Regions from separate parts of the Hordeum vulgare genome. Here region 2 is linked to region 1. A link is a contact called in public Hi-C data. All regions are on one chromosome and are shown on one strand. The core of a region is the stretch at or near the end of the contact, and the rest is flanking DNA. Distances in the headings are between cores, read along the strand shown. Region 1 holds the start of LOC123395728 (protein IQ-DOMAIN 12-like). Region 2 holds the start of LOC123399503 (calmodulin-binding receptor-like cytoplasmic kinase 3).

Evidence for each region. Hi-C and Micro-C count contacts between places; a contact is called where the count stands out from the background.
Region 2: a Hi-C map of seedling shows a contact between it and region 1, with 4 times the contacts expected there. The contact joins the promoter of LOC123399503 here to the promoter of LOC123395728 in region 1. A contact is called at or near these places in 3 of 6 Hi-C or Micro-C datasets (leaf and seedling) and 1 of 1 datasets of contacts at active chromatin or transcription factors (embryo).

What each region holds. Positions count from the first base shown.
Region 1 is chr5H:353,351,609-353,354,943 of MorexV3_pseudomolecules_assembly, forward strand. It overlaps LOC123395728 (protein IQ-DOMAIN 12-like), which reads right to left and starts at 1,764. Exons shown (of 6, transcript XM_045090755.1): 1 at 1,648-1,764; 2 at 1,217-1,326; 3 at 798-1,124; 4 at 492-722. The coding sequence starts at 1,657.
Region 2 is chr5H:353,790,352-353,793,686 of MorexV3_pseudomolecules_assembly, forward strand. LOC123399503 (calmodulin-binding receptor-like cytoplasmic kinase 3) reads left to right here and starts at 1,520. Exons shown (of 7, transcript XM_045093908.1): 1 at 1,520-2,493. The coding sequence starts at 2,190.

The sequences.
Region 1 (3,335 bases), core at 514-3,013:
TCACTTTTCTTTTCTTTTTTGACCCCAGCACTACTACCTTTTCTTTTGAACCGCGGACACACCACGTTGCGGAACGCAAGCGAATAATGTGGGCTGGCAGCGCACATTCGACTCGACAGGCACATCACATGAACACCAACATCGCCCACATGCGTATGCATGCATGCATGCGTGTACGTACCACTCCTAGAACTAGTCACTAGTGGTCCACATCCACATCAGGGGGAGGAGGAGGAGGATGTCAAAGCTGCGGCAGCAGCAAGGAAGGAGACACATCGACGACGTGACTGCTGCCAACTTTAACCCACATCACATGCAGATCCAGCAGCAGCCGCATGCATGCATGTGCGTCGCAAATCATTCGCACGTTCGCCGCCGGATCCATCCACACCGGCCGACGATCGATCATCCACCACGCGCCGCAGCAGAGTGACGACCAGTGAAACATTTCTTTGTTTTCTCGAGAAAAAAAAATGACCAGTGAAACTTACCTGCAGCGCGGCCGCGTACAGCTCCCGGCCTCTCCTCAGCAGGGCGTCCATGCCGTCGCCGCCGTGCTCGTGCTCGTGCTCGACGTCGGCCCTGGCCCGCTGCCGGGCCTGGATCTTCACCAGCGACTCGAGGCCCCGCAGCGTCGCCGCCGTCTGCCGCCGCACCGCCTGCCCGCGGATCACCGCCTGCAGCCTCACCAGGCCCTTGAGCGCGCGCAGTGCCCTCCGCGCCTGCGCCCACACACCGTTACTACAAGACAGAGCCAGCTTTAATTTCCTTGCCCAACCAGAATGCTTGCTACTTACGAGGTATCCACGGTACGCTGACTGGATCGCGACGGCGGCGAACAGTTCGTGGCCGGAATACGTGGGGTCACGCTCACGCGTCGGCGCCGGCGAGGGCGGCCCTGTGAGGCGGACCACCTCCGCGGCCGCGTGGGCGGCCGCGACGGCCGCCTCTGCGGCCGCCGCTGTGGCGAGCGCGACCGCCACCGCGTGCTTGCTCTGCTCTTCCTCCGCCTGCCTTATCTGAATCTGATCCGTCGCCGGCTCCGGCTCCGGCTCCGGAGCTGGCAGGGCAAACGAGTGCTGGGTCTTGAGCTTCCCCACCAGCCATCTCTTGCTCTTCACCTTCTGAAAAATGAACGGAAAATCTTGTACCGTGGAATCACCTGTACTTTTACCTGAATTTTCCCGAGTTGTAAGAAACAAGATTGGGACGATACCTTGTCTGGCTTGGGTTTCTGCTTGGGCTCGGAGATGAAGAGCCTCTTGATGCGCTCGAACCACCCCTTCTTCTTCCTCTCCATTCTTCTGTCTACCTGCTCTGGTATGTCTGGAACAAGGGAGAAACAAACCACCATTCAGCAGAAACGTATAAAAGGCGCGAGGATTGGCGGTAGATCGTATGTCACAGTCGTACGATCTACGGAGATGTTGGCAAAAGGCCTAGCAGGATGGCTCTTTGCTGGCAACGCAAGTCACTGTCCATGTGCAAATCAAGAAAGAGCACGAGGAGGAAGAAATATAGAGCGTTGGATTTGGGCTAGCCCGTGGCTTGTGCTTTCTCCTGGGAATCATTTTCGGAAACAGGATTTCGATGCAACAAACTGGAAGACAGGTCGCACTCGCAGCACAAGCAAACAATGATAGAGACCTGCTCCCATTGCGTCTGATTCTGAACCGAAGAGAGCATCTGGAGCACTGGGAGAGAAATGCAACCAATATACGGAGGAAGGAACAGGGGGGGTGAGCAGAGAGAGATGTAGATGGAGAGGGAAAGGAAAGTGAATTCGAAGTACCTTGTAGGGGATCCAAGAACGCCTCAGTCTCTCAGCAGCTTCTTGTGGAGCTGATGGCAGAGAGGGGTGGCCTGATGTAGGCAGATCAGATTCGTGCTTGCCACATGTGGGAACCAAATTCCAGTGGGGAGCCAGCAATTGGCCGTCTTGCTCACTGTCTGAGCGAACCAGAACCCCACATGATGTGTAAGAACTTGGGACACACACGGTTTCTCTCCGAGTCCACTGTTTATATAGGAATAGGAATAGGATGGCCCATTTGCAACGAGCCCTTTCAGAACTAGCAGGGTGTGAAAACTGATGTCAGGTACTATATCATAAAAATCAGTGCTATTTTGCACAAACTGGAGCCGTCACTCTTAATGCGTTTTGCATCGGTCTTTTTGGTACAAACAATCCGGTGGGTGCCAACTTGACAAATAAACAATGGGGTGGAAGGACGCAGGAGAAAAAGGGAAAGCCCGCCTTTACAATTGCACGGCTGTAAAGGCATGGATCAAAGTCTGTTTGTGGGCGCTTCACTTCATCGATCGCTGATCTGATCAAGAAACATAGGGTATGCTGATTTTATTCATTCTGGAACCGAAAGAGAATACTTAATTAGGACAAAAGGACATATGTTCGTAACACTAAAAAACCAATCAAGACGAAGTTCTACACACAAATATATTTAAGGCAGTAAGAGCAACTCTAGCAGACCCCGCATCCGTCGTTTGCAGTTCGTGAAAAAATGTCTTTGCGGGCTGGCGACACGGCCGCGGATGCAGACCCTGCATAACGGATCGGTAAAAAAACATATTCATGGAATGTGCTTTTTCACACCACGCGCGGGCTGAAATGTTCCTCCCACCAACCGCTTCCGCTTATATGCGGGCCTGCTAGAGTTGCTCTAAGAGCAACTCGACGCGCTGACCCAAACAAACGACGCTTTTATCCGCATTTTGTTTGTTTGAATAGGCCCGGCGGACATCCGTGCCCGCTTGTGCAATTGGCCGGCACTTGCGCCCAATGCGTCCGACGCCCCATTTTTAGGGGGGACAAAAAATAACATTTTGGGAAAACATAAAACCACCAATTAAACATTTAAGCTGGCCTGAAAGGCCAACGATAGTTCACATTACATTTAAAACATAAAATTTAATAAACTAAAAATGAGGAGTCGCGCTGCCCTAGGCGCCGTCATCATCGTCGTCGAGGCCAGTGAGGTCGACGAGCGTCGGCGTCGGGCCAGCCTAGGGGAAGACCATCTCCTAGGCGGCGACGACGTCGTCCGTCGGTGGTTGCACCGGCACTCGTTGGGCAGCACGACGCTCCTCCTACTCGGCTTCAGCCTCGTGCTCCAGCAACTCGACCCGCCGGGCCTCTTTGCCCTCCTCCCTCACCCGGCGTTGTCGCGAGTGTTCCATGTAGGCCGCCTCCTGCTTCAGCGTCGCACCAACCAGACGGGTGGTGCGCCGACCCACTCGCGCACCACCCCGTCCCAGGCGTACATCTCCGGCCTGAGGGGGACGTCGGGGCCAATGGGGGACGACGCGGCCTGCGG
Region 2 (3,335 bases), core at 270-2,769, 440 kb after region 1:
GGTATACGAGACGAACGAGTACCAAATCTCCGTTTAGGAGTAGGGATTTATTAGGTGTTTGTTTCAGAGATTTTCGCCCGTCAACTGTTTATGTCGTAAAAGGGAAACGTTACTAGCATTTGTTAACTCGACATCGTAAACACATCCCTCTGTAAACAGGTCCGGCCCAGTCATCGCTTGATACCGCCCAAGCCCCACCGGTAAGGTCACGGTACCAAGCCCAAGCCATCCTCCTGCCCCACGAGCCCTCTCCTCCCGCACAGCCCCCTTTGCCTCGTCCGTCGCCGCCTCCAAAATCCCCTTCGAGTCCGACGTCAATGCCTCCCAAACCCCTTCGAGCCCCCCTCCGCCTCCCTTGCAACAACTACCTTCGCCGACATCCATGGCTCCCTGACGAACTGAACGAGTTCCTTGTGGAGATCAAGACAGCCGGCGCCGCTTATGACCAGGAAGGCTGCGGCGCTTGAGATCGGTGGCGGTCGCCAGCGCACATGGTCAAGATGGCCGGTGTGGCACAAGATCCAGCGGTTGGGGGCTGGATTTGGGAACGGTTGGCGGTGTTTGAGATCTTGGTCGGCTCGGTCCGGGGCGAGCAAGAGCAGAGCCATCTACGGGGACGATGGTGGCTGGTAAGCAGTAGGGACGAGCAAGAACAGAGCGATGGTAAGCAATTCCTCTACCTGAACGGGAAACAAACAAACTTAAAAAAATCTCATTACACCTCCTTAAACACTGTGATCTGATTACGTTACCGTTACCGTGACCCTTTGTGTTGCCAAACACCTCCTTAGGCCTTGTTTGGTGCGCAGGGTTTGAGAAGGTTTGTAGGGGATTATCCCCGAGGGGATCAGAAACTCTGCAATTTCCCGCATGTCCATTTGGTGGACAGGGTTTGTGGTGAGCAAACCCCTTCAATCCTCTCTAATCTCCTCGATTTCTTCCTACCCATGCGGTTCAGAAACCTTATCTCATGGCTCGGGGATTTGACAATTGAGGGGGTTTGACAGGATTGGGTGAAAGGAAGGGATTCACCCAATCCTCTGAAACCTCCCCCTCCACAATCCTCCCCAACCCCTTCCTGTCAAAAAAGGCCTTAGGCCTCGTCTGGTTAAGGGGGATTGGGGAGGTTTTGAGAGGAAAATCCCCGGGAGGGCCAGAAACCTCACAGATCCTCGGACGCTCATTTGGTAAGAGGGGTTTGCTTAGCCCAATCCCCTCCGTTCCCCTTCAGTCTCTTCCTATCCATGTGTTTCAAAACCCTTTTTGGGGTACTAGTGGAAGCAAAATCCTGGGGATTTGAGAGGATTGGGTGGAACAAAGAGATTCACCCAATCCTCTGAAATCCCTCCCTTTCAAAACCTCCTTAACCAAACGAGGCCTTAGGTAGTCTATTTCTCTATCCGGGCATGATACCCCCACTATGGCCAGTCTTATAGGAGTATTTAAGAAGGGAGGGAGTAGTTTTTTTTCTATCCCTGCACGGGCATTTATAGCTAGTCTAGAAAGAGAAAGCTGAGCAACCTGTCCCATCTGGCAGCAGCCAGTGACGCTGCCACCTGCTAGAAGTTTCGCACCCCGGTCCGCAGTTGCCACCCGGAAGTTACCGGCGCCGCCGGTTCCCACCCCACCCCGCCTCTCCGGTCTCTGCCTTGACCCTCCAACTCTTCCCACCTTCTTCGGGCAGGCTTCACTTCAGCTCAGCTGCAAAGATATCTCCTTTCTTCTTTTCCATCCGTCCCCCAACTGCTCCTCACTTTTCTTCTCCCCTTCCTTTCTCCCGATCTGAGCACCACCCATTCGCTCTATCGATTGATCCCCACAGCTCCGATCCTCGAGTAGCAAAGTGGCCAGATTAGTCGGCGTTCTGCTTCCTGCTCAGCCCAGATTAGATTTGCTTGTCTTGTTGTTTTTGTGCTGGGTCGCTCGCTCCAATCGGTCAAGATTTTCTACTCTCTCTCTCTCGCTCTTGGCGTCTAGTTCATCCGCCGCGGAATAGCCCGATTCACTTCCTTGATTTGATTTGACTTCATTTCGTCTTCTTGGAGGCAAAACAATCGTCCTCGTTGAGTTGGAGGAGAAAGGGGATGCAAACTTCGCTGCGGCCACTCTTGTATCCCCATTTTTAAGTAGCATATGCTCGTCTCGGGGATGAGATACTTGTGAATTTCACGGTCCAGTTTGCTGTCTCCATGTCTCCTCTGGCTCTTCTCCTCGCTCTGCTCTTCCTTTTGTGCTCGTCTCTGGCTTTGGTTTCCGGGTCCGAGCCAACCCTTCCATGGACCTGTGGGGATGAGCAAGTTTCCATCTTGGAGACCTCTGACGGCCGTCAAAACCTGTCCATCAATGGGGTTTTGGTGAAGGACCGTGCTCAAGGCTGCGACAGGCTCCGGTCCTACTTTGGGAGTGGTTGCCTCAGCTGCGATGAGCGGTCGCAATCCTGGAGGGGTGCGTGGATGCGCTACTGCAGCGATGATGGGAGTCAATCTAGCTATGGTGAGTCGCTTCTAGGTTTCTAGCTTCAGTTGTGTCTGCAGTTCGTTCCATACGTTTATGCTTGTATTAGAGCTTGAATTGCGCTCATGGTGATGTCAGTTGAAAATATGATTCGGTTGGTTGAGGATTACCTTTAGTTGCAAATGCTATCCTATAGTGAATTTACAATAGGGGCCCTTTATTATAATAATAAGTACGGCAGTATATCTTCTTTTGTTATTTTTCTCAGACTAGTCATTGGCAATTATCTATGGAACTTTGGCCATTTGCTAGCATGCACCGATGTAGTAATGAACAAAGTGACTACTGAAAATGAACAAAATGACAATCAAGTATTTGGCTTAAAATGCCTGATTGCGGTTGCTGGATTGTGCTGTGCTGAACCTATATTATAATTTTATGATCAAACATGAAAAGATCGGCACAGCAATAGGAAAAGAACAGATTATACAAATGATAAAATCGGCAAAAGCTGGTTAAGACAAATAGGATTATCAATTATCATAATGCACTACAATACCAAACACATGCATTGTACTGAATGATTCTGTTTACAAGACATGAATTGTACTGATGGAAGCTGTTGTTGGTACTTCGTGTAACACTAGCATTCATGCATCCTACTATTATTCTTTAGTTTTGCTGTAGACGTTTAGTTCTGTGGGAATGCCACTTCTATTCTATGCCAGACTGACTATATCTGTTAGTGTGAGCCGTGAGTGTACAGGCCCACCACTCAGGTTCTTGTCATCTTCAGCTTGAATTTGACTGCTTATTTCCATAATTAATTCGTTACCTAGTTCCTTGTAGGTATTCTAGTTACTTCTATATCATGCAACCTA